Regions from separate parts of the Cricetulus griseus genome. Here region 2 is linked to region 1. The links are chromatin contacts, called in public Hi-C maps. All regions are on one chromosome and are shown on one strand. The core of a region is the stretch at or near the end of the contact, and the rest is flanking DNA. Distances in the headings are between cores, read along the strand shown. Region 1 overlaps LOC100765686 (importin subunit alpha-5). Region 2 holds the start of LOC100765686 (importin subunit alpha-5).

Region 1 (4,522 bases), core at 606-3,105:
AAAAACTCAGCATACACAAAAGGAAGCTACCAGAAAGAACACTGCTAGAAAGCCCACCTGGTGCTCTTAAGATCCACTACAAATAAAAGCAGACTTAGGAAAAACTTATTTCTTAAGGGAACCTACAATTGCTACAAGTCACAGGACAACAAAGAGATACTGAAGATACTGAGACAAGCAAACACAAGCAAAACAGTGTCAGTCAACCGTAACAATACAGAATTCAATATAACAGAACTGTGTTCACGGAGTTCAACCCTTTAGAAAAAGGTTAGCACATGTTCATACCTGTGTCTGAATATCATCCCCTGTGACAATGTTTCCCACAGCTCGCAAAGCAGGAGACACCACTTTATAATCATTATGCCTGCAGCCATTAAAAGAGAGAGAGAGAGATATGTTAGACCCAACAGTTCTATCCAGAATCTTTTTTTAAGGGATGAAATCCCAAATAAGGGAGATGTGATTCAATTATAGAGTGGAAAGGTAATTTTTTCACTATGGCTATTTAGGGAACTTACCATGGTGGCAGAATTGATCATTACCTAGAAAAGCAATCTTTCCCTTTATTTTCAAAGTAGATTCTTTCCTAGTAATTTTTCCCAGGCACTCCAGCACTGAATTCCACATTTTTCTCTTATTCTTTACTACAGCCTCTCTTCTCTTTTCTTGGTCTCCTGGAACTACTGAGATGATTGGGAAGTGCAGATGACATCTATACACTGCTCATATTCTAAAACTATGTCAACAATTCAGCTAACTTCAAAACCAAAGTGACAATCATCTCTCAAACATTTTTCTGTTTCACTAACCTACAAGGCTGTCTTTATGGTTTAAAAAAAACAAAACAAAAACAAAAACAAAAACAAAAGCTTTCCACAAAGCCTGTTGAATATATGTGAAAACAGACAGTAAGCACAGATTTCAGGGTAAATAAAGCGATACCCTTATGATTTTCCTCTGAGACCCTATTCTCTTCCTTCACATTTAAGATCAATGATTAAAATGAAACATGTAGTAAACTTAATAACTAAAGGACAAAAGCAACTATTTCCCAGATCCTGATTCTTTGGACCCCAGTAGCACCATGCTGCCTTTAACTTGTACCAGTACCACACTGCTGGTCTGCAACCAATCTATAATCAGCCCCAGTAATGTTATACTTACCAATGTCACATCATGTTTGAGACACTATCTCTATAACTTGTTTGTGTATCAATTAATTTCATGTGGCTTATAACTGTACTACTTGCCATCATATTGTGGCTATATTTTCTTCTAAGTATTAGCTAAACATTTGATTAATATAGTCTCAAATTATTTATGCCATAGGTAAATTTTCCATGTTGTTACCAAAAGCATTTCAAAAGTAGGATTCAAAGTCTGATACTACTCTTTTTTTTTTTTTTCTAAAAAGAAAGTAAGAAATGGCCATTTACCACAGAAATTTGCCTTTGGTTTCCAGTACCTGACTTTAGGTTTTCCAGTGTGGGGTAGAACAACAGAGATAGAATTTATTACATAGGCAAAGCTTTCCAAATAATTCGGCTAACAGACTTGTAATGGCACAGGAATAAAATAGATTCTTCATTAAGTCTCAAAAAAGCAAACCAAAAAATGGCATCAATATAAATAAGACACAATCAGTCAACAGATAATAAATCAGTAAAATATGTAACCAAAGTACTAGAAATATGGAAAATAGTAAAGTGTGTAAGTTAGCACCAGCTGTAAGCTTGACACAACCTAAGAGTAACCTGAGTAAGTCTCAATTGAGGGACTGCCCAAATCAGACTGGACTGTGGCCGTGAGAGACTGTCTTAGCTGATGACTAATATAAGAGGGCAGGGCCCAGTCCACTGTGAACAACACCAACCCTAGTGATAAGCTGGCTGAGCATGGGCTGAGGAGCAAGACAGAGAATAAGTCAGTAAGTGGCATTCATCCAGTTTCTACTTCAGTTGCTGCCTTGGCTTCCCTCAGTAACAGAATGTGAACTGGAAGTGAAAGTCAAATATTGAAATCCCTTCCTTCTCTAAGTTGTTTTTGGTGTGGTTTATCACAGATACACTTTCTTAAAGATCATCTTACATCAGAAGCTCCACAAGTCTCCTACATACTCCTGCATCGATGACTGCCTGAATTTTATCATTGGGTCCATCTGACAGGTATGACAGGGCCCAGCAGGCATCAGCTAGTACATCAGTGTCACTGACAAACAGCAACCAAGAAAGGACACTCAGACAGGGAGAAACCTAGAAAAGAAAAGATGATTAGAAAGAAATTCAATAGAAACAAACTGAAGTGAGATTAAGACTCTCAAGATGCCTATCAGGCAGACACTCGATGAGTTACAAAGCAGTTTACACTTCAAGTGTCTGAAGGACTTTTCAATCTCTGGCAATTCGGTCAGTACTTATTCAGTTTACTGACCTAAGGTAGTCAGAACCCAAGGAAAATGATTTCAGGAAGAAAAATGTTATTCATTCATCCTTAAATTAGAACTCTTTGTTATGGTACACACTTAGAGAAAAGGAGGTAAAGGAACTTTCATAAATACTACATCTGGAAAATTCTTTTGCAGAACTTTCTTATTGACAAAAACTGCCATGGTTCTAAGAGTGATTCAGAGCTTTGTACTGGCAAATTACCCTAAATTAAAAAAAAGAAAAACACTAAAAGCATTGTCTCTACAAACACACTTTCGTTTCCTACACTCCCCTGACAATTTCCCACAAGCAGAGTGTTTACCTTAGCAAATTCTGGAGGAGGACTCTTCCCTCTACAAAGATTAGATAAAGCCCATACTGCATTCCGGGTCATGGTCAAGCGGTTTTGCTTTGAAAATAACCTACAGGTATAATAAACCCACAGTAAATTATGAAAGGTATTAATTCTCTATAAAGAAAATATGTAATACTGTTGATGCAGAGATGTTTTAACCTTTCTCCATAATACATTAATTCCTTTCCTAAATTATTCATTCTTTGAAGATAAACTTCATCAATTCTAATAGATTATTTCAGAATTTCATTAAGAGACATCACCCTAACAATGTAACAAGAAAATACTTGGAATCACATTAACACTAGGAAACACAAACTGACTTCCCAAGATGTAATACTTCTCACATATTCATTATTCAGGAAGAGAAAGGAGACTTACTGCAGAAGAGGGGGAAGGATATTGCAGTCTAAGACATAGTCTCTGCACATGGTACTATCTCCAGCAATGTTGCCAAGAGCCCAGACTGCCTGTGAAAGAGTTATTCATCAATAAAGTTGCATACTTTCATTCCCTCTTAATTCTTTAAAAAGAGATGCCAGCATTATCAGAGTAACACTTTATAAAAATCAAGATTTACACAAGGACTACTATTAATATTCTAAAAATCATTCATCAGGGAGTCAAACCAGCTATAGGATCAGAGTTAGAAAATATGATTATGTACAATAAACAAAAGGAAATGTCATAAGTAATATCTTATACAGTCCTTTGTACAGAATAAGCATTTAAATGGCTTAATTGGTGGATTAAAAATGTACTTAAGGCTGCTTATAATAGGAAACTTTAAGCAGATAACTGAAATAATATAGACACATTTATTAAGCTTGTGAAGGTAGTGAATGCAATTTCATAACAATGCTTCACAGGTGTATACATCTAAGTATGGTAGTTTATTATGTTCTAATTCTCTCAAAACTACAAATGAAAATCATATTCACTTAGTAGTGATTTATCCTTATAAACTTATTAAGGCTGGCAGTAACAAAGTTTGTTTTCTGAACAAATGACAAAGACTTTTAATAGTAGCCAACAGAGATTCACATTAGAAAGGGCCCTTTTATAAGTATTATGTCCATTACTTAAAAACAAAACAAAAAAAACCCAGCTAAAATCTGGAAGAACCTCATGGTTGGAAGGGAAATTCTAGATTTTTACTATTTAAACATGCTATGAATCATTGTGAGTATGTAATCAAATTCAAGCTGGGTATAACTATGTGAAAGGTGTGTTCTCCTATATTTTTGTTGAGATTTTACCTGCTCCTGGACATCTTCAAACTCTGAGCTAAGCAACTCGATGAAGATAGGCACAGCTCCTGCTTGAATCACAATCCTGGTCTGAAGGGAATTTCCTGAAGCAATATTTGTCAGGACCCAAGCTGATTCAAACTACAAAGACAAAAGCAAGTTTCATTATCTTATTAAAATTTAGAAGGTTGTTTACATAAAGCAATATGATGTTTTGTACTTTAAAAGGAGTCTGGGATCATTATTGACTTATTATAAATACCATTATTAATTCAAAAATAATTTCCAGAATTCCTCAGTCTATAAAGTGCCTAAAATTTCAGGATGAAGTATAGTTACCATGAAGCCATAGGGGGAAAAGTGTGTTTCATAAGTTGGTAAGGAATGATTTCCAACAACAAAAAATTTTTGTTTTTCAAGACAGGGTTTCTCTGTATAGCCCTGGCTGACCCGTTACTCACTCTGTAGACCAGGCTGGCCTTGAACTC
Region 2 (4,522 bases), core at 1,245-3,744, 39 kb after region 1:
GTGCGGTCAACTCCAGGCCTCTGGCATGCTACACTCCTGCCCCATACTAGGCTTTGCTATGCTAGTATTATTGGCACAAGCTACTAGCTCTTACTTTTTTTTGTTTGTTTGTTTTTGTTTTTTTTTTGTTGTTGTTGTTGTTTGAGACAGGGTTTCTCTGTGTAGCTTTGGAGCCTCTCCTGGCACTCGCTCTGGAGAGCAGGCTGGCCTCGAACTCACAGAGGTCTGCCTGCCTCTGCCTCCCAAGTGCTGGGATTAAAGGCCTGCGCCACCAACGCCCGGCCCTAGCTCTTACTCTTTATAGTCAATGAGTAACAATTTGATTCCCTACGACTAAGATTTCAAGAGCTATGCCATCTTCTTCCAGTGATTTCTGAATGAGAGAGATGGTTCAGCAGTTAAGAGCACTTGCTGCTTTTGAAGAAGACCCATGTTTGGTTCCCAGCACCCGTAGTGCAGCTCAAACCCTTTGCAAGTTCAGTTTCAAAGGATCTAAATCCCTCTCTGCCCTCTGTAAGCACCAGGCACGATCATGATGCATTACATATATTCAGGCAAAACACTCACATTCATAAAAAATAAGCAAAATATGTTTAAGAAACAAGCTATTCTGAAAATACTGTGCTCTTCCATGCTTTCATCTATACTAGGAAAAGTTAACATCTAGTTCAAAGTTACTGTAAATTTGTTTTATTTTACTTCCTCTCAGACCTCCATCTTATTTTAAATCACCCATCCAAAAACATTACATAAAAAGGTAACAAAAAATAAGTTATTTCACCAAAATTACAGACAAATCACTCTCAGTTTCCTTTCAAAATTTAGACCTTGTAAACTTTAAAACGGAGGTGTGAGGGCTGGAGAGATGGTTCAGAGGATAAGAGCACCGCCTGCTCTTCCAGAAGTCCTGAGTTCAATTCCCAGCAACCACATGGTGGCTCACAATCATCTGCAATGAGATCTAGTGCCCTCTCTGACCTGCAGGCATACATGTAGGCAGAACACTGTATAATAAATAATTCTTTAAAAAAAAAAAGTTAAAACATTAAAAAAAAAAAAACAATGGAGGCGTGACAGTACATGTCTTTAATTCCAGAATTTCACGAGTCAGGGGCAGGTGGATCTCTAAGTTCAAAGACAGCCTGGTCTACATGTGAGTTCTAGGAGGAATATGTAAAGGGACCCTGTCTCAGAATTTGTATGAGTCAATCAGGCATGCTGTTGTTCCTAAAACCCCAGCACTTGAGAGGCTGAGGGAAGACAGTTCTGAATTCAAGACAACCATGGGCAATGTATCCAGTGCTAGTCCAGCCATGACTACATAGTGAGCCTTGTCTCAAAAACAAAGAAAAGGCAACAAAGCAACAAGAACGTGGGAATATCATCTAGGGTGATGGAAATCCTGGCACCCAAGAAGCCAGGACAAGCACAAAGACAGCCTACCAAGCAAAACCCATCCTCAAAAAAAAAAAAAAAAAAGGGGGGGGGGGAGAGTGACAGGGAGGTGGGATTTGAAGGAACTGTTTTAAGGGGAAAAAAAAAGGATAGATGTTAGTGTTTCACACAGAATTTCAAAAGCATTTCTCCGTTGTTGATTCTGATACTAGTTTACCAAACCGAAGTTTAAGCCTTAAAAAGAAAATCAATTCATTTGAAACTTTTCATTGCCAAGAGGATCGCACGCATTCAACCCTCTCCTTCTTTCTTGCCGACATCCCTGACTTCAGTCGCCCTCCAGTTTTCTGCTCCCACTGCGAGCTTCAGCTAACGCTTGGCGGTTTCCCTCGCATCACCGCTCACACAGACGACCAAGTTGTCATTGCTATAATTACCACACCCCCGTCAGCAGCTCCAGGCCCGCGTAGTTATGACATCTGTAAACTGCAGCCTCCCGTCTCCACCCCCACCGCCTCCCTCCAAACACCGGCCCGGGCGGTAACCTGCCAACTCCCGGAACGGCCCCGCACGCCTGGGCCTCGGCCACCGCACCCCGCGACACCCGCCTCCGCCCCCGCCCTCAGCCTAGCGCGGCGCGCAGACTCCGCGCCGCCGCCCGGCGCCCCGCAGTCCCCGACGCCGCTTCCACCGCCGCCCCGCCCCGACCGGCGTTCCCCACCCCCACCCCGCTCCTCCGCCGCCGCCGCCGCCGCGCGGGCCGTTAGAACCGCCAGTCCCGTGACGCACCGGAGCGACGCGAAGGTCCGGTCCCCGGCGCGACAGCGACAGCTCCCGGCCGGCGCCCGCGTCCGCCTTCGCCCCGGGGCCTCCCTCGGGTCCCCGGAGGGAACCAGAGCCGCCCGCCGAGGGGGAGGGGCCGCGGGGAAGCCCCCCACTCACCGGCTCCAGGCGACCGGTCCCGGTGCCGCCGTGAGGGTGAGACGCTCGCTTCTTGTCGGCCCGCTGCGCCTCTTCCGCGCACAACCTTGACCGGCCGGCGCGCACCACGGCGGCGCTCACCAGGCCTCGCTCTCGCCGCCGCCCGCGCCGCCGCCGCGCCGCCGCCGCGCACCGAGCCGCGAGACCCAGCTCAGCCGGCGTGCGCAGTGCGCCTGCGTGCGGGGGCCGGCCTGCGCGCCTGCGTGCGCCTTTCCGCCGCCCGCCGCAGGGGCTGCCGGGAAGCGGAGTCTCTGAAGCGTTCTTTCCCGAGTGGACGCGGCCAGGGCGTGGGTCTCTGAGAACGAGGTTTGCAGTCCGGAAAAGTAAAGACACGTACAAGTTATGGAGACAAACGTGTCCTTACTAAGCTCTTCTAGAATGGACGGATACCGCCCTCCCCACACACCTCACATCTCCATAGCCACCCTCTCACATGGTAGGTGCCTCACACACCGAGCGCGCTTATTGGATGAACGATGGCATGGTTGGAGGCTGAGGGAGTATCGCGAAATACGTCAGTGCCTCACGTTCAAAGAATTCACACGCCACTCGTTTGTGGGAACCTTCTGGGTATTCTCTTCGGCTCTCTCCCATTTTGCCTAGTAATTTATTAGTCCCATAAAACATTAACAAAATAATTTTTGAGCCTGGATCGTTAGCACACCACTCAGCACTGGGACGGCTGAGGCAGGAGAATGGCAAGTTCTAGACCGGCATGACTACTACGTAGGAACACCTTGGCTCGATGATGTTAATTTTTAGTAAAAACATTGGCATTGATCTGAGTAAGTTCTCTCAAACAAAATGTTTAGGAAAATGATTGTTTTTCTTTCTGGAGAGTAGGGTTGTGGCTTCAAAAGAACACCTTAAGCAAGCCAAGCAGAGGTCACTGAAGAATTTCACACACAGGACATGGTTTAACGAGTCTGTTTAAAAGGAATACTGAAGAGCAACAGACGGCGTCAACACCCTTATAAATGTAAGAAAGAGGGAGACAAAGGACCACACTGACTGAATCCTAGGTAAAGCAATGGTCGTTTGTCTTGGCTCCAGTGGCGGTTTTAATAACCTTAACACAAACTAGAGTCACCTGGTAAGAGGGACCCTGAATGGGAGACTGGTTCCCATCAGATTGGCCTGTGGGCATGTCTGTGAGGCATTTTCCTAACTCATGATGTGCCCAGCCCACTGTGGACAGTGCCACCCTTGGGCTGTATAAGATAGTAAGCTGAGAATGATAGAGTAACCACATTTCCTCCATGGTCTGTTTCAGTTACTGCCTCCAGGATCCTGCTTTGAATTCCTGCCCTGGCTCCTCTTAGAGATGTAAGCTGGAATGCCTGCCTCCAAGTTGCTTTGGTTAGTGTGCAATCACAGCAATAGAAAGCAAACTAGAACAACTCCCTCCCTCCCTCCATCCTTCCCTCAAACTTGACTCCCTTCTGCATCATCGTGTTTATTTATTACAATCAGAACTAAGTTTGAGCAAGGCAGCTGGAAAAAGAAAGTGCTCTGTCAGAGAGACTTAGGGCCAATGTGCTGTCTACTTTTATGTCAGCTTGACACAAGCTAGAGTCATCTGAAAGGAGCGAACCTCAATTGAGTAAAATTGAACCTCCAAAAGATCCAGCTATAAGGCATTTTCTTAATTTGTGATTGATGGGGGAGAGCCTAGCTCATGGGGGCAGTGCCATCCCTGGCATGGTGGTCCTGGGTTCTATAAGAAAGCAGGTTGAAGGCCGGACATTGGTGGCGCACACCTTTAATCACGCCTTTAATCCCAGCACTCGGGAGGCAGGGACAGGCAGATCTCTGTGAGTTTGAGGCCAGCCTGGTCTCCATATTGAGTGCCAGGATAGGCTCCAAAGCTACACAGAGAAACCCTGTCTCAAAAAACAAAAACAAAAAACAAAAACAAAAAAAGAAAGAAAGAAAGCAGGTTGAAGCCAGGTGTAATGGTGCATGTCTTTAACCCAGCACTCAGGAGGTAGAGGCAGATGGATCTCAGTGAGTTCGAGTTCAACCTGATCCACAGACCTAGTTCCAGGACAGCCATGGCTACACAGAGAAACCCTGTTTCAAAAACAAACAAAAAGAAAGCAGGCTGAATAAGCCCTACTCAGCAATCCTGTAAGCAGCACTCCTC

What was found. Hi-C and Micro-C count contacts between places; a contact is called where the count stands out from the background.
Region 2: a Hi-C map of the CHO-K1 cell line shows a contact between it and region 1, with 1.7 times the contacts expected there. The contact joins the promoter of LOC100765686 here to the enhancer-like site in region 1. A contact is called at or near these places in 4 of 8 Hi-C or Micro-C datasets (the CHO-K1 cell line, fibroblasts and liver).

What each region holds. Positions count from the first base shown.
Region 1 is chr4:53,652,731-53,657,252 of CriGri-PICRH-1.0, forward strand. It overlaps LOC100765686 (importin subunit alpha-5), which reads right to left. Exons shown (of 14, transcript XM_027412758.2): 6 at 4,044-4,175; 7 at 3,166-3,254; 8 at 2,752-2,851; 9 at 2,092-2,255; 10 at 289-367. Among named protein-coding and RNA genes, the nearest start is that of Wdr5b, 24 kb to the left of the region's middle. Within about 2 kb of position 1,856, at least 2 of the 6 cell types and tissues checked have open chromatin away from gene starts, as enhancers often do. A contact at or near this core is called in the CHO-K1 cell line and fibroblasts, where this site is marked.
Region 2 is chr4:53,691,398-53,695,919 of CriGri-PICRH-1.0, forward strand. LOC100765686 (importin subunit alpha-5) reads right to left here and starts at 2,495. Exons shown (of 14, transcript XM_027412758.2): 1 at 2,338-2,495. LOC103160731 (a long non-coding RNA gene) reads left to right here and starts at 2,551. Exons shown (of 4, transcript XR_003484868.2): 1 at 2,551-2,812; 2 at 3,220-3,398; 3 at 3,650-3,735; 4 at 4,354-4,405.